Regions from separate parts of the Mus musculus genome. Here region 2 is linked to region 1. Evidence: chromatin contacts called from public Hi-C data. All regions are on one chromosome and are shown on one strand. Each heading gives the region's core, a stretch centred on a gene start, on an enhancer-like site or on the middle of the called end of the contact. The rest is flanking DNA. Distances are from core to core; before and after follow the strand shown.

Region 1 (7,284 bases), core at 869-3,368:
GCCACTGGAGGTGGGGTTTTGCAAGTTTGGTTCTTTCAGATGAGTGTGAGACATGGCACCCAGTGTTTTAAAGTTATCAGCCCTATTAAAATGATTAATAAGAAATGAAACCTGAATTAAAGTACTAGGGATACAGTTTAGTGGTATAGTGCTTGCCCAGCATGCATGAAACTATGGGTTCAATAATCCAGCAAACTAATTACATAGGAAACAAAAATCATGAAACACTTTCTTTGGGCTTGCGAGACCAGATGGTTTGTTGAAAGGTACTACCATCTACCAAACGTGACTACCTAAGTTGGATCCCAGGAGTGTATAAGATGGCAGGAAAGAACCAGTTCCTACCAGTTTCCCCCTAATCACCACACGTGCACGAGCCGTTCAAACTTGAGTCTCCTTGTCGCTAATATTTGGTTTCTCTAAATCTCAATATTATGCTAACTTTATATATCATGTTAAAATCAGTGGAGTTATAGTGTGACCACCAAGTCATTCCCACCGAAATGTATAATATATAAATAAATGAATAAATAAATAAGTAAATCTATCAAGTTTGTAGAGCAAGCCTGGCCAGCAGATTGCTTGCTGTGTGTAGTTTAGACTAGACAACAACTGATGCCTTTGGAAATATGTAGAGATTATTTCAGCTCTTTTAGGAACCATGACAATTCTACCAGCAAAAGCCTGTATCATACTATTGGGCAAAAGGGTCACAAAACTAAACCAATTATTCAGTTGCTTCTCAACAGGAGCCTTTCAGAGAAGATGAATCTTCCCTATTTAAGGAGAGGAACTCAAGACAGGAAGTTTGAGTGAAGTGTTAAAGTCATCTAGCAACAGAAAGTCACTGCCTCCAGCTATCTCTGCCCAGAGGAGAGCAATTAAACTATGTCCCCTGGGATTCTCCAGCCTCTAGATAGAAGCAGGATTCCATTGCTTGCTGCACTAACCCCACTAACACAAGCTCTTCTTATCTGCCAAATGCAGCTGCAGTTGAGTTCACTGGAAACATGTAATTGCTGTGAGAGTGTTCTGTGGCTATACGAGAGAATTAGAGGACATTTTGTATGAAGAACTAGGAAATAAAAACTTGAGTTTTTTTCCAAGTAATCACTTTACCTTTGAATCACATTTTATCTGGTGATGTTTAAGAGAATATTTGTGTCAAAAAAAATCTAGATAAAATTGCTTTCCTGATTTCAAAAATAGAGGAAAGAGTAAATATTCCTTTTTAACTGGTGTTGCCTTCGTTTGGGTCGAATTTAATGCAATTCTCCACCAGGTGTCGCTCTGGTGAAGACATGGTTCTCTTAAGGCTCTCCACCCACTTGTTTCTATGCTTGGGAATATTTTTGATAGATCCAGTCATTATTTCTAGGCTACACAGTCAAGAGAAAATGATTTACCATTATATATATATATAATTATATATATATTATATATTTATAATTATATATATATATATATATAAAAGATGGCTTGTAGACAGAAGGCAGGAAGGCAGATGACACCCAGCAGGCCTTGTATGAAGATCAATGGCCCCGGAAAGTATCAGGTCAATTCCTAAGTATCTAAGGAAGGACCAGAAATCACTGGTCTTGGAGGAATCTCCTGGGACTAGAATTAAGAATCTACATTCTTTAGAGACTCTCAGGCTTCCCTGGACCATATAAATAGAGTAAGTATGTGTGAGCCAAGGGGAGTGTGTGTATCAGGATTCGTGTTCAGGGAGCCAGTTAGTTCTTGATCTAGTCTCCTGAAGGTATACGAAAAGCTGTGTCCTCACAGTGCTCTGGGAGGAAGGTCTCTTGCTTTCTATAAATTTGAAACAGGCAGTGAGTCCTCAAGTATTAACAGCATTTGGCTTAGGTCATTTCTGGCCTTTCTCTGAGTTTCAATAACCCAGCATTGCTGGAATCCATCTTGAGGGTGTCTGAGTCTGGAGCAGCCAAAGGACCTGGAGTGCCTCTCTCCGTGTGTTCTGTCTTCATGTCTCTACGAGTTCCTAATGATTTTGTTGGGGCAGTCCCACTGAAGTCCAGCAACACCCTGTCTAGATTAGGTGGCATGCCATGTGACTAACCGGGTTCATGAGGCAGCAGAGCCTGAGACCGGCGAGAGAAACTGCACCGCCAGAACGCCTTGCCAAATCCCACAGGAGCTCAGTGGTGGAAGCAGGTGCTAATTATCGTTCGGATGAACAGGATATGCATTTTTTTGGGAGTGGGTAAGAATTTCTGGTTAGACAAGCTCCAGATTCTTTGGCCTACTTCGAAAGCACTGCCTTTGCCATCTGGGAGGACGAGGTTTGGTTTCCTGATGAGTACCTGCTCAGCCAAAATGGAAGGCTCAGCAAGGGGGTGGGGATACTCATTTGGAAGCCACTGTTATGCAGATAAAGGTTCCTTCCCAAACTAGGCCATGGGGCGTGTCAGTGCTCTCCTTTCTGGTTCAAGAAGAACTCTCTCTTAAACTTATTTTTATAAGACTAGGTATGGTAGCCCTGTGATGTAATTGGATAGATTACTGGCAGGAAAGAAGATTTTAAACTGTCCTAGATAGACAGTCTGAAGAAGGGGAGGAGCTTAGAGAAGGGTGGGGATTCTGACTGGGAACACAGCCAATGGGAAAACCCCGTTATTAAACCGAGCCCAGTTCACGCTTTCATCAGCAGGAGGGTTTAAATGTGTAGAGACGCTAGAAGTGGAGATCAGATAAGTCCTCCCGAGCTGGAGGCAAGGCTGTCCTTCAAAAGTATCTAAGTTGGGGTGTTGTTCAGGAAAAGGTTAGAATGGGGGTTTCCTTTCTTGGACTTTGGAAGATCTGGCCTGGTTCCTTTTTATAATGATCGGACTTCCTACCTTGATCAATGGTTCTCTCCCCTAGCTACATGGTAAAATCATCTTTAAAATGTTACCATCTCAACCCCACTTATCTCGATAAATTAGGATAAGGTTTCAGAGATACTGCTGCCCAGAAGTATTTCTCTCCTGGTGACTTCATCAGGGTGAAGAACCACTACTCTAGAATAATTATCTCTAAATATGGGGCCCACATGCTAATAGTCTCCTCCTCCCAAACCCACAGCATGTGTTGGACGATTACACCATTCTTCTGTATTTTGTAGGACATGTCTAAGTCTATGCTTCCAGTTATGGAGATGAGAGGAGCATTTGAGATGCTCACAGGGCACCTTCATTCTTTGGGTATTCAGAGAGCATCCTAGAACTAGAGTATGCGCATGTGCTTTGTGTTTCGAAGTGTCACGCTCATCCCCATCGCTCCATCTACTGCTCTCTTGGATCCATGCAGATGGAAACTGTAGCTATGCAACTCCAAGTCAGTGTTCTCGGAATAAATAAATCATCAGGTGAAACTAATCTACTGTGGTTGCAAGAAACTGATATAAGATTTGGGGTATTGTTTTTTTTTTTAAATTTCTCTGTGTTGGGGCTGAAGAATTAGCTCAACATCTAGGAACACTAATGGTTTTTGCAGAGCTCCTGAGTTGGATACCCAACCTCTATGTGGTAGTAGCCCACAAGAAGTAACTCTAGTCCCAGGGTAGCAGATTTTCTCTTCAGACCTCAGGCACACAAATGATGCCTGTACACACACACACACACACACACACACACACACACACACACACACACGCACACACGCACGCACGCACGCAAGTGCGTAAAACAATCCTACATACAAAATAATACGATAAACATATCTCTTAAGAAGTTATTTGGCTGTGTCAAAGTGATTAAGGAACCGTCAAACCTGGCTTTCTTTGTTGCTTTGTATTATTAAACAAAAATCCTCATTAAATATTATTACTTACTGTAACATGATAGGAAGATGTAAGCAGTGATTAGCAATTGATTATCGCTTCTATTTACATCTTCATTTATCGAATCAGTCTTTTAACTCTTCTTCCCGGGTGAAGAGTGTGTGCCTCTTTCTGTATATAGGAAGAAAGACAGAGGCTCTGTTCATCTTAAAGAGCCTACAAGAATCTACTCAGCCTACTACCAAGAAAGCTACGTGAAGTGATTTTAAGATTGTTGTACATGTATCAGAGTGGCCTGGGACACTTGGACACCTGGGACACCGCTTAAAAGGGAATACCTTCCAGACATGGTATTTAGAAAGAAAACTAAGGCCAACAGTGGGAGACTACTTTGGGTAAGGGGGAAACGATCAGTGACTCAAACACTCGGCACGTGAACAAACTAGGTACAGTAACTCTGGTGATCAGGGAGGAAGGCAACAGTGAGGCAGCTTCTGGAAGGTCAAGATGGACAGGTATGATGCGAAGGGACTAAGACCCAGGCCAGACACTAGACTAGAAGCATTCTGAGAGTAATGGAAGGAACCTGAAACCACCCATCCATAGGACTGAGAAAGCCAGGCTGAGGGATGTTAGGGAGCTGAGCAGGGGGTGAGTGGTCAGCAGTATCAAATGACATTGGCTGTTGTGGCAAAGACACAGGTCATGGGTGAGAGAGATGTGAAGTGATTCTAAGTGCTTTACACACAAGCTAAAAACAAATGATAAACCAATGGAAGGAGAGAGCATGGTGGCTAGAGGGAAATCTAGGATCAAGTTAAGACTTTTGTTTTTATTTATCCACATTATAGATTTTAGTTAGCGTACAGAGTAATGCATCTTGGTGACATTTTCATACATGTCAATCATCCTCCAAACTTTCTTCCCCTTGGCCTTCTCTTAAATAGTATCTCTCCTGCTTGAATTCCGTATATATTTTCTTTTTTCAATCTATATTCTGCATGGGAGATAAATACATAGTATTTGTTGTTCTGGGTCTGGCTTCTTTAGAATAATGATTTCCAGTTATATTGACTTTCCTAAAAGTGAGACAATTTCATTCTTCATTGAAGCTAAGCAAAACACTGTTTTGTATTTATGCTGTGCAAAGTGTGGCTTTTATAATGGAGGAGAATCTTTACTTGTGTAGGTAAACACCCAGTGCCTAGGGTGGGTGTGTGCTGTGTTTCACACCTTTGCGGGGCTCTCGGCTCTATGCACTTCTGTTACCAACTCCGTGAACTCATCTCTCTGAAGCATTCTGAATCTGACTACCAATTTCAGATGTGTTCTAAGCATAGTTGGTCTGTCATTGTCACTTAGTAGGATTCTAATAGTTAGGTTGCTTTATCTTACTCTGTCTCCAAAGATTTCCCAGAGGTCCTAAATAAAAGTAAACCTTATTATAATTCCTTCATGCAATGCTCCTGTGAGGTTTTTTTTTGTTATTTTTAAAACATTAAATATACTGTACTTTAATACTTCATACAATAACATCTTATTTTTAAAGTCATAAAATAGAATTATGCCGTTGACACTATTGCTCTAAGGAGTATGTGCTGTCTTCCTATTGTGTGGTGGAAGTCTACAGTGCTCAAATGGTGAAGGTTTTCACTGCATACATTATAACAGCTCTGTATTTGTAAACGAATACTTGCTCATTTTGCCTACCATTCACCCTGTTTCAGGTTGGCTGATGGATAACAGCAACTTTATTTCTTGAAGGTGGTAAAAGTTGGGCTGGAGCCATGACTCGGTGGTTAAGCTCATATACTACACTTGTGAAGGGCCTGAGTTCAGTTTCCAGCACCTATGTAGGCAGACAGCTCACAATAACCTGTAACTCCTGCTTTAAGAGAACCTGATGCTCTCTTTTGGCCTCCATAGTCAACTGCACTCATGTGAACAATGCCTGCCTCTCCCCTACACACAGTGTACATAATGAAAAATGAAATAGACCCTTGCTAAGAAAAGAGATATGTATGATGTTAAAATCACCTTCAGGAGACAAAATAACATTTCAAAAGTCAACATTTTGACATTTTACCTCAAAGAGCCTTAGTTAATATCTTCACAAAGGAAAGTATTTGTAGTTTTTGAAAACAAGTCTTTTGATGAAAATGGCCTTTGTCCATAAAGAAGCATCATTTATCTTCCTATTTTGCTTTGGATGTGAAATGCCCTCCACAGGCTCCTATGTTTGAACACTTGGTGCCCACCTGGTGGTGCTGTTTGGAATGGATGTGAAACCTGTAGGGACAAAGCAGGACTTGGCAGCAGGGAATGCATCCGTGGGTATGGGTCTTTGGGGTTATAGTCCAGGCCCTGCCTCCAGCCTCCCCTTCTCTCTGCTTCCTGCTTGATGCCATGTGACAAGCAGCTGACACAGCCCCAGAGCCATCACCTTGCTCCTGCATGACGAGTTCTATCCCCTCAGTGAGCCAAAATGTTTGTCTCTTTGTTTAGTTTTCTATTTTCTCAGGTATTTGGTCACAGGAATAGAAAAGAATTCATGGACTTTCTTTTTATTGTTCCTTTCCATTCTTTCAAACATTTGCACTTCCTTTGACCAATGTCAAGTCTTCACAGGTAAAGCAGCTAGTCCAAACTTCCCAGAGGAGCGCCATCATGCCCAATATCTGCACAAGCAAATAAGTGCACCTCTGTTCGTGTTTGCCCATATATTCTTGGGGACTGATCGTACTTTGGCCAGAGAGCTGCATGAAAGGTCCCTGCAAGCAGAGGGTCTGTGGCTGTAGTTTAGGAAGAAGGACAAGAAGAATGACGTTCTTGGAGACTAAGATTACTTTTATTTGCATCTATTCGTTTTATTAATTTTTTAATTAATTATTTTATTTATTTGCATTCCAATTGTTGCCCCCCTCCTGGTCCCCCCTCCCAGAGTTCTTCACCCCATTCCCCCTTCCTTTTGCCTCTGAGATGGCTCTCTTCCTCCCCTCCCTGGGCATCCCCCTTCCCTGGGGCATTAAGTCTCTATAGGCCACTGCTCGTCCCTTGCCTGTAGAGCCTTATGGTAATCCCTTATTACAGATAGGACAAAACACTAGAGACTTACTCAGTTTTTCTTGGAGACAGGTCAAAACACATGACCATACCCTGGCTTCTGAGAGGTAAGGGCAAGGCTGCAAAGAAGAGTCCCAAGAAAAGACTTTCTTCTCTAGTAACAGAATAGTGCTGGAGATGCGATTCCTCCCCCCCCCCCCCGCCCCCGTTTTTTTAAACTAGCTTTAAGCTCAGCTGTAAGTATGTGTGTACTTAAGGTTGTGGCAGCCATGTGTATGACCCTGAGGGAAAACCAAGAAGCAATGAGAAGCCACACCCATCAAGGCACCAGCACTCCTGGGTATCTTGTCAAGGGTAGACTGTTATTCTGTCATTTTCAATGATTTCCCAAGAGTGCTTCACTATTTTCTTAAGCAAGCTATTCACTTGGTCCCCGC
Region 2 (6,884 bases), core at 4,224-6,723, 66 kb after region 1:
GTTCTTACCTCAAGCAGCTGCAGTAATTGATCTGTAAAGGGTGCTCTGCCTCTCCCATTCCCACCTGTTACTTGAAAGCCGAACCAGAGTGACTCACCAGCAGCCTAATGCATCAAAGAAGGGAAACGAGTTCTTAATAGGTGGGGTGAGTGCCCCAACTGCACTTGAGGGTTTGGGGCACTGAGACCAGCCCAAGAGAAAAGGCAAAAGGCAAGTGGTTGCTACAAGCAGCCATCTCTAGCAATGGTCATTCTTTGAAAGGTTCTCTTCCCTATTTCCATTTTGACTGGTCGCATCCCCCAAACACCGATCTTTAGTCTTCCTGGTACTTCTCTCAAGAACATTTTTTGTCTCTTTAGTATACATCTATTAAACTCAGTCAAATTCTACTGAGACTTCTGGGTGCCTATCGCATGCAGGTGCTAAGGAAGATGTAGGGGGAAAAATGATTTTTTTTCCTGACCCACCTGAAAGGTCATTTGTTCTGGGTCAAACAAAACAAAACAACAACAACAACAAACAAACAAAAAACCCCAAAACAGAAGCACACTAAGATAAACTGTGAAATTGCCTGATAAATTAAGGTATACATTTCAAACAACCTGCTAATCGAAGGAGACCCCCTTTATATGGCAGAGGTTATGTGTTATTAATGGTTAAAAGTGTAGGCTTTGAAGCCAGTCAGGCCTGTGTTCAGAATTCAGCTGTAGAAGACACATGCCTTTTGACATTAAGGATGTGGCCACCTTTCAACCCAGTACAGGCAGGATTTTTTGTCTTTGTTTTTGATAAAAAGATCCCATGTTCTCCCTTCAGTTCTATGTTCATTGACTATTGGCAACTTCAAATCTCTTAGAAGTAGTGAAGTTTCACATTTGTAAAAGCTGGTCGCAAGGCTGCTTGCTTCTCCTTGCCTGGAGGGTTAGATGTGAGCATTTAGCAATAACCCTGCCTCTGCCTTTCCTTTTCATCTCTAGAATGAGAATAATATGGAGGGCATACATGTTATGTGATGTTGGCTAACTATAGACATAAAATCATAGTGCATTGTTTCTCTCCAGGTAGAGTACCACTGACACCACAAAGGAACAATTCCATCCAAGTGTGGCTTGGTGAGCCCTGAGTTTATTGAGATTATTCACAGGATCGTTGGTGGCTCACAGGCAGCTGCAACTCCAGCGAAGAATATCATCTCCACAATTTCTCTCCATACCCTTGGGGAGGGTATTGTGAATCTTGAAACTTTCTGTGCTTCCCTAGTTTGTGGGTATCCTTAGTCACAGGAGTCTCCCTGTTCCCTCCAGGAGGGAATATTTCAATTCAATGAAAGTAGCTCTATGAAAGATCTGCTCATATGACTATTTAATTGCCAGTAGAGTTTCTTCTCTGGATCCGTTTGGCTGTCTCAAGGAGAACCAGCTATCCTAGATATTGCAGACTCTTCTGGTTAGGAGGAAGAGGTTTCTTGTATTCAAATCCCCTCCCCAAATAAAGCAACATTTAAGAAACAATTCTTTGCTGGAGATAGCTAAACTTCCTAAGGGGAGCTGTGACTGACTCTGCTTCCCAGAAATCAGAAATAATTAGTGACAGATCCAGACAAAACAATCCTGTTGGCCAGGGGTGACCATCAGATCGCTCAGGAAGGAAAGAACATGTTGATGAAGTGGTGACCTGCAAGCCCCTGGCACAGGTGTCCAACCACTTCAGTCCTGAGAGACTGGGATTGAATTTCTAGGGTTGCTTGAGAGGGCTCAGGACATGCTGCGGGGTAAAAGGAAGGACATGAGGTGAGGCAAAGGTTTCTGCCATGTTACTGAAAGACACATGATAGCTCAACAGGGAACCAAGAGTCAGGTTTAATATTGTCGCTGCCCCACACTTAATAATTGAGGTCAATGGTTTATCGAGTCCTTCCAGAGGGCCACAGAAAGGCCAGGAGGCAGAGCAGAAGGCAGCAGAACAGGCTGAGCTATAGGAAACAGAATAAAAGCTCACACAAGCCAGTCTACCTGCTGATATCACTAGGAGGCACACCTAATAGGCCTGAACCCAGGTTTTGCAGGCTGCTGGATTTGCTTCTTGCATAGGTCTCGAGGAGCCTCTCAAAGCATGCCTTTTCCCAACACAAGAGTTACGTTAGCACAGATGCTTAATTGCATGAATTTCCACGGATGGTCATAAGGCAGAGTTAGACACAGCACAGAGACCAGTGGTTCTCCACCTACCTACTGCTGAGACCCAACACTTCTTCATGTTGGGGTGACCCCCAACCATAAAATTATTTTTGTTGCCATTTCATAACTGTAAATTTTCTACTTATGAATTGTAACATAAGTATCTGATATACAGGATGGTTGATATTCGATCCTCAAAGGGTTCGAGGTCTACAGGTTGACAACCGTTCCTTTATATGATGGTGTGTGTGTATGTAATGAAAAGGGGAACAAGGCTAGAGACCCAGGATATATTTGGATTTGAGCAGCTGCTCTGGAACCTTGGAAAGAAAAGTTGACTCTCCCATGGAGGCTCAAGTGCAGGGTGTAAGATGGCACTAACTGAGGCAGGGAGGCCTTTCAGTTTGTGAGGTGGGAATTCACAGGATGGTTCACAGGAAGCCATATGATACAGTTTCTCTCCGGACACTTTGCCTATGCTAACTGTGGAACTAGAAAACACAACAGGAAAGAAACTTCTGATAGCAAAGGGGCAGAAACGGGAAGGGCATTCAGAGGTCAGTCACTATGACGGGCTTTGTGGCCTTGTTGGTGGTACAGAGGGTGTATTTTTGGCCTATGGGTCTTGTGAGCTGAAAGAAATCAGGAAAGGGAAGCTGAGAGTTCAATCCTGTATAGATTGGGGGTTTAATTGCACTGTTTGTAAGTAAAAAAACTGTCAAGGCTTTCCAACAACCTTGAAAGTGCTGGCATTAATGGATAGATGTCCTGAGCCCAGAGAGAGGCTCTGCTCTTTGGCTCCTCGAAGGTCATCTGCATTTAGGGACAGAGGCTTGGAATGTTCCAGAAATCCCTTTAGCAGGAAAGAAGCAGCCTTCCCCCCAACTATCCAACAACTATGGAATATACTAAATCTCAACCACAGGGAGAGCAACTGTGAAGCCTAGGCCGCTGGGGCCCACACTGGGGCCCTTTGCTCTGCCTGTATCAGCAGCTGTTGGTCGGCATGATGCTATGAACTCATCCCTCCTATCTGTTTTGTGTTCTGGGAAGTGAAGCACATTTAAATCCAAAGGGCTAAGTACCAAGTTGCTTTTTCTAAGGACTCAAACTTGATTAGTTTTTGTTTTCTTAACCTTTGACCTGTCACCCATTCTACTTTGGATAGATAGATGTCTAGAGAATATTATGATTATTTGCATTTTTGAAATGATAAAATCCAGTGGTCGATACCTATTGAAATGATTTGCAGGATCAAAGAACAATGTTTAGAAAATGCTGACAGTAGGCTCATGACAACTATTGATTTTTTTCTATTAATTATTGCTATTGATTTACTTTTAAATAGAAAACACTGCTGTGGGCATGACATTATTATGAACTGTATTATAAATCAGGGACCAAGAAAATGTCCTAATCATGGAAGGCCTAGAGCAAGGTGTAGACTCCCTTCTTTCTGATGGATGAGCTGTTCATGCCTCAGTCTAGGTTCCTAACACACAAGTATTTGTTCAGCTCTATCACAAGTGGCCTGGGGTGTAGTCACAAGTGGGCTGGGGTGCAGTTCAGGCTAAGTGTGTGCTTAGTAGGCACAAGGCCCAGAGTTCACTCCCTAGCACCAAAGGGCTAAAGTTACTCTATTATCAATGTGCTATAGCTTCCTTTATGGAAAGAGGAAAGTGCACAAATCAATGTGATTTGTAAGAATGCACAAATGAATGGAAGAACTTATTTTTGTGATATCTGTTTTCCTCTTGGTCAGATTTTTATTTTGTTTCTCCAGCCGTTTCTCCTGTGGAAGAAGCCATCCTATATAATTGACATTGAAAATGAGTCATGCAACAAGTCTTACTGCTTTCCTTTTGAGAGATATTTTTATTAATTTAGTTTTGTTTCCATAAATTTTAGCAACAGGAAGATATGGACTTGTGGCAGCCACAGGGATGTGATCAAACAGATACATGAATCCCTTGTTTGTCTGTTAGCAAACACCATGTGGAAACTGACACAGCCCTCATAGGCTCTCTAGACAGATTGACTGTCAAGGAGTTTTTTTCTTCTTTTATTTTCTTTCTAAAGCTGATTATGCTGACATGTCAAGATGGACAACAGACTGCTGGAGGAAGGCCCGAGTTGCATATTGACCATGTATTATTATTGTGAAAGCATGAAGCTGGCAGGGAGAAGAGTCAGGGTTTGGAGAGGTCTTGCCTCACCTGTACAAACTTGGACTACATTGCCAAAGAGGCCCACACGCCATCACTTAGCAGTTCTCTCAGAATGAGTTACAGATCAAGGAAATAAATCCTAGCCACAGTTAGCACTGGGCATCGCTAGTAATATATGATTGAGAAACATCAAGCTTTTGAAAGATATGATGTCTCCTCTAACATTGCTGATGGCGTGCTATGAACTAACTTAGAGTCATTCAGTCCACCCATTCTCCTCCTCCCATCTTTCCAAATTGAATCTATTACATCCTTGGATTTATCAAAGCATTCTCAAACACTGAGCTGTGAGGGTGATGAGCTCTTGGTGACTGGAAAGGGACTCTATCAGCAGCACAGGGTTTCAAGCTAATTTGATTAGGATACCAAACTGCTTTCTGTTAAGGAGCCTACCCCTTTAGGAAGGGAAACGATCTAACCTTCTTGGCCCTCCATTTCCTTCTTTGTAAACAAATGGATAAGGCACTATCTGGTCATTTCCAGTTCTGCCTCAGAAAAAAGTCAAAGTCATTTGACAGTGTCGAGGGCTTGCTTCTCTGCTTGGTGAGATAGGTGCTCTGAGCTTATGTTGCCTTCTTTTAAAATGTGCTCATCCTTCCTGCTTCTCAGTTCTCCCTACCTTTCCATCGACTTTCTCCTCACAGCTGCACAGTAAAAACCATACAAAGGGAAGGAAGCTGCGTCTCATGGCCTCGGGTCCTGTTGTGTTTTCCCCAACAGACTTAGTTGGAAGACAGCAAGGCTTGTCTCGCAACTTCCCGTTTTCTTTATGGTTTCGTCTGACTTACATTTTCTCTTAAGTTGCTTTCTGTAACTGACTTTCATTTATTCCAATTCAGGAAATAATTTAGTTCATTATCCCACATGCAGGAAAAATGATAGTAATGTGTGCTTTCTTCTTAGATGCTGCACATTAGCGAAGTCCATTTGGGTTTCCCTGAGACAAGTTGCCTCAGCCAACTTGCCGTATGGATGTTTTAACAACTTCATATGACTATTAATCATGGGCCTAAAGGAAACAAACCAACCTGAGGTGGAATTCAGCTCAGCAAATGTTTGCTCAGTAGCTCTCATGGGCCAGGTCTGGGTGCTAGGTGTACAGAGGGTACAAAGATGAGTATATCAGAACCAGTGACAGAAGAAGCCAGAGAAGGTGGGTGAACATTTGCTTAATGTGTCAGTTGACTTGTATGCCCCAAGAGCATTGTATGCTTGGCCAGCTGAATCCAGAGAAAGTTGTGGGTGGGTTCATTGTGGCTTGTTTGGTAAAATATTCAGGATCTGTAAAGGTGATGTTTTTCAAGCCCTGGATCGCTTCAGTGGGAACAGTCAGCCCTTCCTCCTTTGGCTATGTGGAGCCATGGAAGGTTTTCCCCGATGCCACTGTTGCTTTGGAAGGATGAACAGCAGGAGTGTGTGGAGTAGTGAGTGGGCAGGCTGGGAGGCTGGGAGAGACTTTTCCCTGTCCTGCTCTTGATTGAAGCACCTCTTGCCAATCCCTACTCCATGTGGTTGCAGCAGCTCATGGCTATAAAAATGTGTTGACCCAAGAGGTTTAATATTAACCAAAGTTATAGTCAAAGTCAATTCAGAGGATTCAAGAAAAAAAAAACCTGATGCTAATAGAGAAATAGAAGTCAATATTTGTAATGTGAGTCACAGGCTTGAAATAGAAAGCTAAAACACATCGGCACTGCAGTTCCCAGCGGGCCATGGGCTACACAGCCAGCAGGTCTGCAAACTAGGCTGACCACCCTCCAGGGCTATTTTAAAACCTCCTCTGGCCCCTTCCTCTAATTGCTAAATTCCAGAGGCTGCTATTCCCGGGGAGCTCACCAGATAGCCAGCCCTGGTGACATCATGGCTGCTTTTGAGTGGGTCAATGGAAAAAAGATTTTTTCCCCCAGCTGTGAGTAACCTTTCTCTCTAGTGACGTGACATGGAACTAACTTATCATGATTTTATTTTGTGATCTACAGTTCACTTCACAGAGGTCATCATTGCTAAGGCCTAATCTTTGCTTGTTACCTAATTGGAGAAGGCAAGTGGGAAGAGAGAGAAAGAAAACAGGAATAGCCAAAATTAGAAATGCCTTTTTGTTTTGCTAAATATTTGATATATTAATACTAGAAGGGGGCATGTTTCCCTCTCAGCGACCTTGACAGAACGGGAGCTTCTAGAATTTTCTTGATAAGATTAGCTCCATGGCTACGTGTAATGAAGCTTTGTCCTGCCTCTGATGTCAATCTTCAACTGACTACTTTAATAACAAACTCTTAAAGAGTGAGAGAATTAATAAAAATGAAGGAGAAAAGGGACAGGACATCATGAGCCTACCCTATGAATACAGTGCTTTGCCTACTGTGGGAATAGAATATCCACCAAAAAAGGCAAAATTTAGCTGTTCCAACATATTGAAATAACCCAAGACCAGATAATGTCTTCTCATAGAACAACTCATTAAAATTTGAGGCAGGCT

What was found. A called contact is a pair of places that touch in the nucleus more often than the background predicts.
Region 2: a Hi-C map of liver shows a contact between it and region 1, with 2.7 times the contacts expected there. The contact joins the enhancer-like site here to the promoter of A430048G15Rik in region 1. A contact is called at or near these places in 10 of 484 Hi-C or Micro-C datasets (the MNK3 cell line, bone marrow-derived macrophages, embryonic fibroblasts and 5 more), 1 of 115 datasets of contacts at active chromatin or transcription factors (intestinal villus epithelium) and 1 of 9 other capture datasets (embryonic stem cells).

Annotation. Positions count from the first base shown.
Region 1 is chr2:133,429,979-133,437,262 of GRCm38.p6, forward strand. A430048G15Rik (a long non-coding RNA gene) reads left to right here and starts at 2,119. Exons shown (of 4, transcript XR_001783619.1): 1 at 2,119-2,227.
Region 2 is chr2:133,492,883-133,499,766 of GRCm38.p6, forward strand. No RefSeq gene overlaps it. Among named protein-coding and RNA genes, the nearest start is that of Gm14100, 33 kb to the left of the region's middle. Within about 2 kb of position 5,474, at least 53 of the 459 cell types and tissues checked have an H3K27ac peak or open chromatin away from gene starts, as enhancers often do. A contact at or near this core is called in bone marrow-derived macrophages, intestinal villus epithelium, liver and 3 more, where this site is marked.